3 separate regions of the Mus musculus genome follow, and regions 1 and 3 are each linked to region 2. A link is a contact called in public Hi-C and promoter capture Hi-C data. All regions are on one chromosome and are shown on one strand. Each heading gives the region's core, a stretch centred on a gene start, on an enhancer-like site or on the middle of the called end of the contact. The rest is flanking DNA. Distances are from core to core; before and after follow the strand shown. Region 1 overlaps Pds5a (PDS5 cohesin associated factor A). Region 2 overlaps Rfc1 (replication factor C (activator 1) 1). Region 3 overlaps Fam114a1 (family with sequence similarity 114, member A1).

Region 1 (4,109 bases), core at 1,014-3,513, 380 kb before region 2:
TTGGAATTAGGTATGTATGCATGTATGAATGTATACTTGTATGTAAGTAATGATTGTATTGTGAAACTGTTGAGATGGAATCTAGGGACTCATAGTTGCTAGATACTAGGCAAATGCTCTACCACTGAACTACATCCCTGACTCCTTAAAGTCACAAATATTGCTTAAGTCAGCTTTTCATAGAGTAGAGAAACTAGTAGAAGAAGATCACTATATAGTTAGCGGTTAGGAGAGGCCAAACTGATTTCTATCTAGTAGTTTTATTGTTTATACCAGACATCTATGAGATGTGTCTTAAGGTATTATATTGTATGCAAATGCCTTGTATTAATTTTGAATTCTCCACCACATTAAGACATGTAGGAAGAAGCAGATGATTTTATTAATTATATCCAAGAGAAACCTTTCAGCACGTGGTTCTGTGGGGTTGCTTATTTATGAAAGAGTGCTTTTGTAGATGTATAGGTTGTAAACCCAGAATAAAGGATGGTCAGGTAGCCTCCGTGTCTTCATGGATGGAGCATCGTTGCCATGTGGCCTACAGGAGCAGTGGTTGGGGAGGTCATTCAGTTGCTTCACAAGCATGAAGAGCTGAGTTTGGGCCACAGAAAAGCTACGCTCAGTAGCACATGCTAGTAATTTCAATGCTGGCCAAATAAAGACAGACAGAATTTGGGGTTCTCTAGCCAAACAGCCTACTTGGTGAGTCATAACGACACCCTAAATAGTGCTCAAATGAGTATTTGTACACATGACTGTACACATAGACCAACACATAAATACCAAAAATAAATTAAAGTGAACAATTTGTAACCACTGTTTGTATTGTACCACTATCTCATAGGCTTCCGTTTTGAAATTTATTTTACTAGCCTCAACAATCTGAAAATACTGATATATATATATATATATATATATATATATTTGTTCTTTGTGGGGGGAGGGGTTGAGACGGGGTTTTTCTGTATAATCCTGGCTGTTCTGGAACTCACTCTGTAGACCAGGGTGGATTCGAACTCAGAAATCCGCCTGCCTCTGCTTCCCAAGTGCTGGGATTATAGGTGTGTTCCACCTCTGCCCACGATTTTGTTCTTTCTATAAAACAAAATTTTGTCTTATTCACACAAAATTTACTCTATACTTTAAAGCCTACTTCTGCCTCCCAAGCAGGAGACTAAAGGCATGCATCACCAAGCTTGGCCTGGAATAGTTTTTTAAGGTCTCTCTCACCTCTTCCTTCCTTCCTTCCTTCCTTCCTTCCTTCCTTCCTTCCTTCCTTTCTTTCTTTCTTTCTTTCTTTCTTTCTTTCTTTCTTTCTTTCTTTCCTTCTTTCTTTCTTTTAAATATGGAACGCTTCACCAATTTGTATGTCATCCTTTCCCAGGGGCCATGCTAATCTTCTCTGTGCTGTGGAAGCGAGCGCTTAAGGTCTCTTTCATGTGTCTTCCCTGTACCCGTTTCTTTCTTTTCAGATATATGGATCTGAGAATCAAGCACTCAGGCTTTTGTTTTGCGTTGTTTGTATCAAGCTAAATACCTATATTCTTCCAACTCATTTCCTCTGCCACACACACAAGACATACACATTGAGAATTGTGCACCCAGTAGGCCTTCACAGATGACATTTTGTAAAATGTGTAATTTGGAGAGCACATGTGGAAGAACTGATTTCTAAGTTATAGAAACTGTGTGACAGTCTCAACCCCCCCCCCCTCCCCACAACTTATAAAAGTTTCTGTTTTCATCGTTAAATGCTAGATGGGTCTAATTTATTTATCTTTTAAATTTCAGGAAAAACATTTAAAACCCTTTAGATATTCAGTCTTTCAATTTTGTTTTAAGCCTCTGTATTTATACTGTAGAATATAGGTTATATTCTGTAGGCTATACATTGTGCTTTTTTTATTGTGTGTGAGTATATACAGGTAAGTGAGGTGTAGAGAATACTTTATTAGAAATTAGGGTGGTGTCTGTTCTGTTGGATAATAACATGGTTCAGGTGCCTTGGGAGTGGCGGGGTGGTAAATATGACAGCTGAAATGTCTGCCTTTGTCAGCGGGGATCCATCCCTTCAGTAAGTCTCTTTTTACACTTGAGATTGTTTATGTTGGACTGTGATTGAGGTTTGGGCTTCATATGTGCTAGGCAAGTGTTCTGCCGGTGAACTGCATTTCCCAACTTGATTCTCTCCCCTAGAGAGACTCTCGCCTAATCAGTTCAGCTGTCCTTAAGCTATGATGTACTCTTCCCTCCCAGTCTCCTGAGTGCTGAGGTGACCGCCCTCAGGTGCCAAGATTAGTGCTTCAAACTGGACACTTTAGCAGTTACCTCAGCACTTAGGAGGTGTGGGGGGTGCAACAGGAGTTGGAGATTAGCCTGGGTTATATAACAAGACTTTGTTACCAGTAAACAAACAGGTACATGGAAGAAAAAACCCTGGGGAGTTTGTCTTTTTTATCTGCCTTAATCTTTTCTTCTTTTTTAGCAATAGCCACAATACGAAAGTACAAATGCACATGTTAGACTTGATGAGTTCTATCATCATGGAAGGTGATGGAGTTACTCAAGAATTATTGGATTCCATTCTTATCAACCTCATCCCTGCACACAAGGTCTGTATAGAATCACCGTATTAAAGATCAGCTTACCTAAAGAAATCAGTTACTGGTTTTGTCCATTTACAATTTTATATCGTAATTCCTATTCTGTCCGTAGAATTAGTCACATTAGTGTTATAACTATTATTTTTATAAGACACATTGATTAAAATATTTAAAAGCTCTTTGTTTGTTTAGTGTGTGTGGGTGTTTTACTTACATATATGTCTGTGAACTGTGTGTATGCATTGCCCACGGGGGCCTGGAGAGGGTATGGAGTTAGACAGTTATGAGGTACTATGTGAATGCTGGGAATACAGGTCCTACTCAGTGCAAAAGCAGCCAGTGCTCACCACCACTGGCCTCAAAAAAAGTGTAGTGTTTCTAGCTTCTTTTTGAGAGGTATAAGATGAATAAGACTGAATCTATTTTATAGATTTAGTAGAATCTATGTTAGCATAGGTGTTAACAGGTATTCTTGAAAACAGTTTTCTCAATAAGTTTTTAAAATTTAAATAAATGCAGTGGGTACCATCTTTGTTATAGTCTTAATTGGTTAAGTTATGGTGCATTGGGACTTAGGGTAACATAGTATTTCTCATGTCAGAAACAAGTAATGTGTGTGTGATGGCTCACACCTCTCCTACAGTCCCCTGGGAAACAGGCAGCTCCTTGAGGCCCACCAGTACTACCTAGTGATGACCCTGTCTCAAAAGAACTTGGGACAGTCATAAAAATACAGTTAAAGTTAAAGGCCTTCCCAACCTCTTCCTATTCATGGTTCAGGAATTTGAATCTAGGGCCTCATAAACGTTACATAATTGATCAACTATACCACTGAGTGACATCTCCAGTACATTTCTTCAAGCACACATTGATAAAACAATGAAATATTTAGAGTGTGATGGATTGGGTTTAGGAGAGAGTGTGTATTTAGAATAACGTGTGTTGTGAGTTTATGGTGGTTAACGTACAGACTCAAAAACCTTGACATCTGTTTTATATAGGTTGGACTCTTGGCTCCTGTCTAATGTAATGTAGTATTTAATTTGTTGAGTTCCTTTGGCACCTTCTATGTAAAACCGTGACTGGAATTCCTTTCATACTTTGGTAGATTTGAATACTTACTGTTCAAGTGATTTTGTCTCATCAATCACCAATTCATTTGAAGTTTTGCCTGTTTTTGTTTTTCAGAACTTAAATAAACAGTCCTTCGACCTTGCAAAAGTCCTACTGAAAAGGACAGTCCAGACTATTGAAGCATGTATTGCCAATGTATGTATTTCTGTATACATTTCATAACGCTGTGATTCTTGAGGTATTATATGAATTCATTAGAATCATTCACACACAGATATATTTCTTACCTAAACAGTTTTATTCAGAAAAATATGGAACTTGAATACGACCAAAATGGGAGCAATACAGTGTAACATTTTAAATATCTTCCCACTCCTCCTCCTGTATCTGTGCTTGCCATGTTACCTTCCAAATACTCAAAACTCTTTGACT
Region 2 (4,360 bases), core at 412-2,911:
CGATATTGTGTCCTGCTCAGTGTGTCTCACACACGATAATGATATACCTTGATCAGTTGGTTGAGATCGTGTCTGCGGGTCTCCGTGAGTGAGAAGACTTTCTGCTCTGTAGCTTATAGCTTTGCTGAGTGGATAGTTACCTTATATCTCCAGAAACCTCCGCCCTAACTAGGTAGTTATAATAAGTTCTAGCATTGCTGGAAGGCGTTTAACTGTTTTAGAAATTAAGATATTATTTCCATTTTTTTAAACTCGCTTTTTAAAAAATGTAATTCATACCTGTGCAGTGATCATTAGTATTTAATTAAAAAATTACATTTATTTAGGGGGCTAAAGAAGTGGCTCAGCAGTTAAGAGCATTGGCTCCTCTTTCAGGGAACCCAGGTTCAATTTGCAGCACTCACATGGCAACTGAGTGACACTGTCTGTGACTCCAGCTCCAGGGACCCTACTCATACATGGAGGCAGAACAGCAATGTACATACAATTTAAAAAATTACATTTATTTATTATTGACTACATGTATTTATGTCTGGGTACATGTGAAGGTCAGAGGACATCTTCCTTGAGTTGGTTCTGTCCTTTCACAGTGAGGGTTTTGAGGATTGAAGTTAGGTCAGTAGGCTTGGTGGCAAGTGCCTTTACCCAGTGAGCCATCTTGTTGACCCAGTTACTGCATCTCATTCCAGACTCTGTCATTACCTCCAAAAAGAAATCCTATACTTAATGATAGTCGCTTGTCATACCCTCTGCCTGGTGGCCACTATGCTCTGTTCTAAGGATTTACCTATTTTGGACATTTTGTATAAGTAAAATTTTCTGGTTTTAGCCCTTTTATTTTCTGTAATGGTTTCTAGGCGAACCAAGTTGTATATATTAGTATCCATTCCTTTTTATAGTTAAATAATATTCCATTGGGTGGATCTCAGTCATTTTTTGTTTATGCTGAGTTCCCCAGTGGATGTTTGGGCTCTTCTTTTATGGCTGTAATGCGCATGTGCACCATGTAACACAGCACTGCTGTGACGTTGTATATGTGCGTTTTAGAGGAGACGTTGGTTTTACGTAGTCAAGAAGCTTTAAAGCAAGTTGTTTACCTCATGATCCTGTCTTTATTTTAAAAATGATGACTGTATTGGCTTTCTGGGCGTGTTGTTAATGTTTGTGAAGTTTGGAAAATGGTGACTGCAGACACTGATAGCCCATTGTGACAGCAGCCCAGTCACTTGGCTGTGTCAGTTTGCCTCTGGGGAGTGTGTGGCAGGACAGGAATCTTCTGTGTTTCATCAGGCCTTTTTGATTTCCCCTGCAGATGAAGAAAGAAAAGTCCAAATTGGAGCGAACACCCCAAAAAAATGATCAAGGAAAAAGAAAAATTAGTCCAGCCAAGAAGGAGTCAGAGTCTAAAAAGTGCAAGCTGACTCTCCTAAAGAACAGTCCTATGAAGGCAGTGAAGAAGGAGGCAAGCACGTGCCCAAGGGGCCTGGATGTCAAGGAGACACATGGCAACCGCAGTAGCAACAAAGAGGAATGTCTGCTCTGGGTGGATAAGTACAAGCCCGCCTCACTCAAGAACATAATCGGACAGCAGGGTGACCAGAGCTGTGCCAACAAATTACTACGTTGGCTCAGAAACTGGCACAAGAGTTCTCCTGAAGAGAAAAAACATGGTGATTTCACAACTTTAGTCATTTTCTGTGTGTCTGTCAACATATGTAGTGCTCAGTTGTATTCATGGCCAAAGGCTCATGCATGGTTCATTTGCCTGTCATCAAGTATTTATCGAGGCTTGTTGAGTGCCCAAGTGCTCTAGGCCCTGGTGGTGCTTCTGTGAACAAAGCAGGCCCTTCAGGGGCCCCCAGAGAGTGGGGAGATTATGAGCCAGCTGTTAAAATGCATGTGCCAAGTGCTTTTGTAGGGTAAGTACAGGGAGCTAGCTCTGGGGATGCTGGTGTGTAGTCAAGGAAGAGGGTGTGAGCGCTCAGCCCTGGAGCGACCTTGGAGTCCAGGTAGCAGACAGCTGGGCTAAGGGAGATGGGTGTGGTATTGGGCTGGAGGAACAACCAGTGCCAGTGTCTGAAGGCCTGTGAGAGAGAGAATGCCCAGGGCCCTTAAGGAAACTGGAAGAAGCTGAGGTAAGCACTGGCACAGTGACCTACAGCCTCATTACATTGCCATTTGCTTTTGGTCTGCACTCTCCTCTCTGCTTTGCAAAGCTCTCGGGCAGTTCATAAATGGTTCCTTCTGATCTGGAGTGTCTGAAATATGGTGCATGTTAATGCTCTGGAACTTCTCTTCCCTAGCAGCAAAGTTTGGCAAACTTGCCAGCAAAGATGATGGCTCCAGTTTCAAGGCAGCTCTGCTGTCTGGCCCTCCAGGTGTTGGCAAAACCACTACAGCTTCTCTTGTGTGTCAGGTGGGTGCCCTGTCATAGTGCAGTGATCAGCTCGTGTGTGTGTGTGTGTGTGTGTGTGCGTGTGTGTGTGTCTGTGTTAATCTACAGTGTATATTTTTCTAAAGTCAAACTTTAGAATTTTCTTTGGCTTTAGTGGTGTTTGTCACTTCTTTTTTTTTTTTTTTTTAATGCTATTATTCTGGCTGGGTGTGGTAGTGCATGCCTATAATCCCAGCATTGAGGAAGCAGGTGAATCTCGAGGTTAATTCAAGGCCAGCCTAGTCTACATAGTAAGTTCCAGGACACAAGTCTTTTTAAAAAAAATCTAAAGAAAATTAAAGAAAAAAAAAACAAACCCCACCTTAAACCTGTTATTGAATTGGCTATTATAAAAACATCCATTTTCCCTTATAGGTGGAGGATGTGTTACTAGGCGCTCAGGAGATGCCGTGGCTGCAGGTGGTACAGAGCCCTGTGCACCGTGCCCTGCAGCAGTGCCACTTCATATAGTTAGTCTGCCTCCTGTGTCCTGGCACCCTCCTTGCCTCCCCCTCTTACTGTCTAGGGCCACGGTACTGGCTGGTTTTGTGTAAACTTGACATAAGCCAGACCTTAGAAGGAAGGAGCCTCAGGTAAGGAAATACCTCTGTGAAATCCAGCTGTAAGGCGTTTTCTCAATTAGTGATCAGTGGGGGAGGGCCCAGCCCATTGTGGGTTGGGCCATCCCTGGGCTGATGGTCCTGGGTTCTATAAGAAAGGCTTAGCAGGACAGACAGCAGACCCTCTATGGCCTCTGGATCAGCTCCTGAATCCAGGATTCTGCTCTGTATGTGTCCCTGTCCTGACTTCCTTCAGTGATCCACAGTGATATGGAAGTGTAAGCCAAATAAACCCGTTCCTCCCCAACTTGCTTTTCAGTCATGGTGTTTCATCAAAGCAATAGAAACCCTAACTAAGACAGCCATTATTAAGTAAGGGTTATTTGAATACACCCACTATGATACAGGCAGGTGGTCTGATACCCTGGCATGAGCCACCATACATAGCTTACCAGCTGTGGTTTTAAAACCAAACTCCTCTGTGTATGTGTTGTTTTAAGAATCTCTAATGCTGTGGGGAATTAGATTTGTGGCCTTTTGGTATCATACTTAATTTTTTACTCATGTTTAATGTGACTTTTGGAACCTCTGTGTTCCTTAATCAGCTGCTGCCCAGGATCATTTGCACTGTTATAATAATGATTTTTAATATTTTGACTAGGAATTGGGCTACAGTTATGTGGAACTAAATGCAAGTGATACTCGGAGTAAGAACAGTTTGAAAGCAGTTGTTGCTGAATCCTTGAACAACACCAGCATCAAAGGCTTTTATACAAGTATGTGCCCTTTTTGAACTGTGGCTATAGATGTGGTTTAAGAAAAACAAGTCACTTCAGTGTTCTGTAATGAGCACTCCTGTGTGGTAAGTATCCTGAGGCATCAAGATAGGAAAGGCCTTTGGCATAACTCTTCTGGGGCATTAGTTCTGCTCTGTGATCTCAGAGGTTTTTGAGACTGGGATAGAAATGTGTGCATATACAGTTTTCATTTTGTGTGTGATGTTGGACAGTTCCAGGTGAGTCTTGTAAAGGAGAACGGGGAGAGTGAAGTGCACCGTTCACTGAGGCCGAAAGCCTGTGTGTGTGTGTGTGTGGGGGGGGGGGGGAGCTGATTGTGTACTCTGCAGTAAAAGGATGACTTGATTCAGAGAGCCTTGAAGAATGAAAGGGCCCATTTATAGCAAGAAGGTGTGATCACTGTGGAAGGTTGTGTTGTAACTAGTGGTCCCAAAAGGCTGAGTTCATGGGGAAATGAAGATGTATCAGGTAAGGATCCACATGCCTGTGGAGAGTGCCATAGAACTGCGGTACTTTTATGTTAGAAGTTAGTTTTTGAAAGAAATTGCTCAGAAGAGTCCTCCCCCCTT
Region 3 (3,971 bases), core at 458-2,957, 280 kb after region 2:
TGGGCTGGATTGAAGTCAGATGACCTTCAATACGTTCCTATGTATAAACCTATGTATAATATGTTCCTAGGATTATATGTATGGTGGCATATAATCCTAACACTCAGGGGGCTGAGGCAGGAGGATGGCAAGTTTGAGTCTAGCCTAGTCTGCATAAGATTCTAGGTCAGTGTGGGCTACTTAGCAAGATCGTGTCTCTAAACAAAACAAAGCCCTCCAAACAAACAAATAAAAAAATAACACTACAGTTCCTCAAACGTACACCATGAAAGGTCTTGAGCTGACAGCTCTAAATCAAAGGGTCACTCAGTGGGGAAATTGGGAAGGAGTAGCAGTCCAAAGTAGGCTGAAGGTCACGGACTCCATCAGACTAATAGCACCTGTATTTCCAAGAAGGGACAGTCTTTATTTCCAAGACACTGGCACAGTTGGGATTCGGTAAGGAGTACAGAGCAGACCTTCCCACTCATTGGGTAAAAACCAACCCTTGACTTGATAGAAAAGAGTCTTCTATTTCATCCACAGACAGCTTGACACCCTGCACTAAGATGGGGTAAGCCTTTCTTAGACAGGAGGAAGGGATCAAAGCACTGGTAGACCACTGCGGTCCTCATGGCTACTGGAGTTCTAGAAGGAAAAACAGCCTGTGCCCCCTCCATCTGGGTGCCTGCTACCTGCCGTGGCATGTAAGGAGAAAGGAAGCACGCATCCTGGGACCCTGGGTTGTTCAAACACGAGGCAGTGGTAACCAAGTCAAAGGAAGACACCAGAGTCAACTAGAACCAGTCAGAATTACAAAACACTGTTCAAATGACTGTTCATCCATCTCTTGAGTTAGAGGAAGACACAGATGAGACTCATACATACTCAAAAGAGTAGTATTTTGGATCTGATATCAATGCATAGAACCCTGTGGAAATCTAGGTGTGGTGGCATGAGTTTGTAGCCTCAGAGCTGGGGACATAGAGACAGATACATCCCTGGGGCTTGACATCCAGCCGTTGTAACTGAATCAGTAAATTTCAGGCCAAGTGAGCCATGCTGTTTCAAAAGGCAAGGCAGACACAATCCTGAGGAATACCCTTTGACTTTCGAGGTTAGCCTTTGGCCTCTGCACATACTCACACATGCACCCCCACATACACACAGAAGGCCGATTTCTCAGTTCTAACCTGATTTATCAAAGCAACACAGGCAATGGTATTTACTGGCTTCTTCCAACGAAAGCTATTTGTCATCATATATTACCTACAAACCCTGAAAACTTAGGAAACATGATTTACAGCTTTAATTACAATAGAAATATGTGCCTACACTCATGCAGATAATTAAACACAGCTCAAACTCATTACTGAGTTACTCGGAAAAAAAAAAAAAAACAAACTGCTAAGCCGAAGACTTAATTATAAGCTTTCAATCTGACTCGAATTAATTCTTTCTAGCCTCCAAAGAATTCCAAACATTTCAATGGAATCTCATCGAAATTTCAGCAAACACTTAAGTCGTTGGCTTCATATTCTTCAAGGTAGTTTAAAAACAACAACAACAACATCCACACAGACTTTCCAAAAGGAGACTGCAGAATTCTCCACGCATAATTCACAGCTATAGATTTCTGAGAGCCAAAGTCAGGGAATAAGTGATCTCTGGAGGCACAGCTTGCTCAGCTCTGGGGCTCAGCGGCGCTCACACTCATTATTAGCTCTTTAATCTTCCGGGGCCTTACATCCCCCTCTTTGACTTCCTCCACAGTAGGTTAGTCTTGTCTGTTTCTCTGTTGGGAGAGCTGCTTCTCATCTTGGCCAGTCTGTAGTCCCAGCACTTGGAAAGCAGAGGAAGGTAAGAGACTAGCCTCAGCTACCTAACAAGTCCAAGGCTTGCCTGGGCTACATGAGATACCGTCTCAAACAAAACAGCAAAGGGAAAAAAAGAACAAGCCTCCCACATGACCACAGACAAGTGTGCATAAACTGTCTCCAGAACTACCCCTTTGTTTTCGGAATGGAAGACAGTTTTCATGTGCATGCAGCTAAGATGTGTTTAAGCCGGCATTTCACCATGGTGCTATCTGTTCTCTGATTAACAATTCTAAGTTTTTTTGTAAGTAAAAGAAAGTACTTTCTGAATTTTCCTAGAAATTCAAATTTAAGCGTTATATTTACCTAAATATTGTGATTTTTTTTTAAATAGGTAGAGACTGCCACACCCTACTTAGCTGAGCCACTTCCAAAGCTTGACTTAGTGTGACATCTAGTGCCCAGATAAGGAAATCATAACAGAGCCACTGGGACTTTTATTTTTGACTAATGACTCCATTTCCAGAGGTTTCTACTAACAAGAAAAAGACAACAAATGTGTGTGACACTACTTGGTGTCGTTTGTGAAATAACTTCACACCACCACAAACCCTAAATATTCTAAAACATGGAAGGCTCCGGAATCCCAAGGCTCTGAGGCTGGGACTGGGTCTGGTTTTCAGGCTGCAGTAGGTGAGTGCTGGAAAGCCAAACCAGAAAACAAAACAAAACAAAACAAAACAAAAAAAAACACAAACAAACAAACAAACAAACAAAAAAAAACCCAGCAAACCCAAATCAAGACAAGAGGGCAAGAATGTCCCAAGAATGTTGCAGGACAGTGTCCTCTAAAAACATTCCATGGCCATCTGGCTTTTTAATTACCTGTGCTTACACGCTAAATGAAAGCAATCTAGACTGAAATCCGCCAAGGACATTGGTCCCACAATTTCTTAGCTGTGTGATGTTAACTTAGTTACCTAATTTGTCCGCGTGTCTCTGCTTCTGTGCTTTTTCTGCCATGAGAATTATAATATCGACCTTCCAAAATCTCTCCTCTATACCTTTAGGACATCCCAGACACTGTATTAAAGTGTCTACTTTTCTTAATAACACTGTGCTAAGAGATGTGTAATACCCCTTCCATAACTGAGAAAACTGAGGTCAATCAAAAGAACGTTATCTGCCAAAGGTCCCAAAGTTGGTAAGCGGGAAGCAGGATTTAAATCCAGTCCATCTGATGCCAGAACCAACATGTATAATCCCTTTGACATACTGAGGAAGTTTTATAGTTGAGAATGCCTTCTAACCTTGAAGGTCAGATCCTTGGTCAGGCTCTTCTTTAGAACACTTTGACTTATGCTAACCTGAACTTGAGTTGCCTCACCTTGACCACACAGCAAGGTGAAGTCCATGTTCGAAGTGTGGCCTTACTCTGGCTCTTGTATCCCAGTCATGCCTTGCACGGTCAGGGTTGATGTTCGGAATCACTCCCTGTACTGGAAGACGTGGGGATGCGGTTGGGTTGGGACCATGGGGTATGGGGTGATACCACACCCCAGTTCAATATTCTTCTTAAGTCCTCTTCTTGTGAATCCTATCAAATCCAAAGGCCCAGCCCATTGGGAGAGAGAGATGAAATAGCATACTTGTGGAGGCTGGGTCTCCGACCAGTGGTAAAGAGGAATAGCTGTAGCTCTAGACAGCATGATCGGGTAGCCCAAGGCTGCTTTCTGTTAGACATATTTGCCAATGGCAAGGGCTGCAGCTACGTCATGAGGAGGTCTCTTCCCATCTAAATTGCTTTCTTTTAAATATATTTCCTTCTTTTAAAAACAGTACATACAAAACAGACAAAACCATCAATTGGTTCTCTGATCTACGTGGCTGAATTTTCCCCTAATACGTTTTGAGGGAAATGGGTATAACATAAAATGTATCCTCTTAAGTGCTCCACTACACAGTTTCATGGAGCAGACACACCGCTAATGTCCACTTCCAGACCTCATTTGTACCCATTAGGCAGTAGCGCCTCCTCCCTCTACCTACCAGGCCCTGATAACCTCTGTTTTACTCTGTGTCTTTCTGATTTTGGTCACTCTAAGAACCCTATCCAAGTGGAATCCCACAGTACTTGCTTTTTGTGCCTGGTCTTGTTTAGCTTAGCATAACGCC

The links. A called contact is a pair of places that touch in the nucleus more often than the background predicts. Capture Hi-C pulls out chosen DNA fragments and counts their contacts.
Region 1: a Hi-C map of olfactory sensory neurons shows a contact between it and region 2, with 2.1 times the contacts expected there. The contact joins two enhancer-like sites. A contact is called at or near these places in 4 of 39 promoter capture datasets (cranial neural crest, frontonasal cranial neural crest, maxillary cranial neural crest and 1 more), 7 of 484 Hi-C or Micro-C datasets (centroblasts, centrocytes, granulocyte-monocyte progenitors and 4 more) and 3 of 9 other capture datasets (adipose tissue, liver and pancreatic islet).
Region 3: a contact with region 2 is called in a promoter capture Hi-C map of adipose tissue. The contact joins two enhancer-like sites. A contact is called at or near these places in 2 of 15 datasets of contacts at CTCF or cohesin (large pre-B cells and pro-B cells), 15 of 484 Hi-C or Micro-C datasets (CD4 T cells, CD8 T cells, bone marrow-derived dendritic cells and 8 more), 5 of 115 datasets of contacts at active chromatin or transcription factors (Th17 cells, bone marrow-derived dendritic cells, cardiomyocytes and 2 more) and 3 of 9 other capture datasets (adipose tissue, liver and pancreatic islet).

Annotation. Positions count from the first base shown.
Region 1 is chr5:65,658,110-65,662,218 of GRCm38.p6, reverse strand. Pds5a (PDS5 cohesin associated factor A) reads left to right here. Exons shown (of 33, transcript NM_001081321.3): 6 at 2,486-2,612; 7 at 3,792-3,872. It also overlaps the pseudogene Gm24399. Among named protein-coding and RNA genes, the nearest start is that of Pds5a, 38 kb to the left of the region's middle. Within about 2 kb of position 2,263, at least 1 of the 459 cell types and tissues checked has an H3K27ac peak or open chromatin away from gene starts, as enhancers often do. A contact at or near this core is called in olfactory sensory neurons, where this site is marked.
Region 2 is chr5:65,276,767-65,281,126 of GRCm38.p6, reverse strand. It overlaps Rfc1 (replication factor C (activator 1) 1), which reads left to right. Exons shown (of 25, transcript NM_001347357.1): 13 at 1,313-1,670; 14 at 2,304-2,416; 15 at 3,656-3,770. Among named protein-coding and RNA genes, the nearest start is that of Rfc1, 57 kb to the left of the region's middle. Within about 2 kb of position 1,661, at least 31 of the 459 cell types and tissues checked have an H3K27ac peak or open chromatin away from gene starts, as enhancers often do. A contact at or near this core is called in adipose tissue and olfactory sensory neurons, where this site is marked.
Region 3 is chr5:65,001,422-65,005,392 of GRCm38.p6, reverse strand. The region is part of intron 3 of Fam114a1 (family with sequence similarity 114, member A1); the gene reads right to left. All of the region lies in intron 2 of Gm32374 (a long non-coding RNA gene), which reads left to right. Among named protein-coding and RNA genes, the nearest start is that of Gm32374, 17 kb to the left of the region's middle. Within about 2 kb of position 1,707, at least 37 of the 459 cell types and tissues checked have an H3K27ac peak or open chromatin away from gene starts, as enhancers often do. A contact at or near this core is called in adipose tissue, where this site is marked.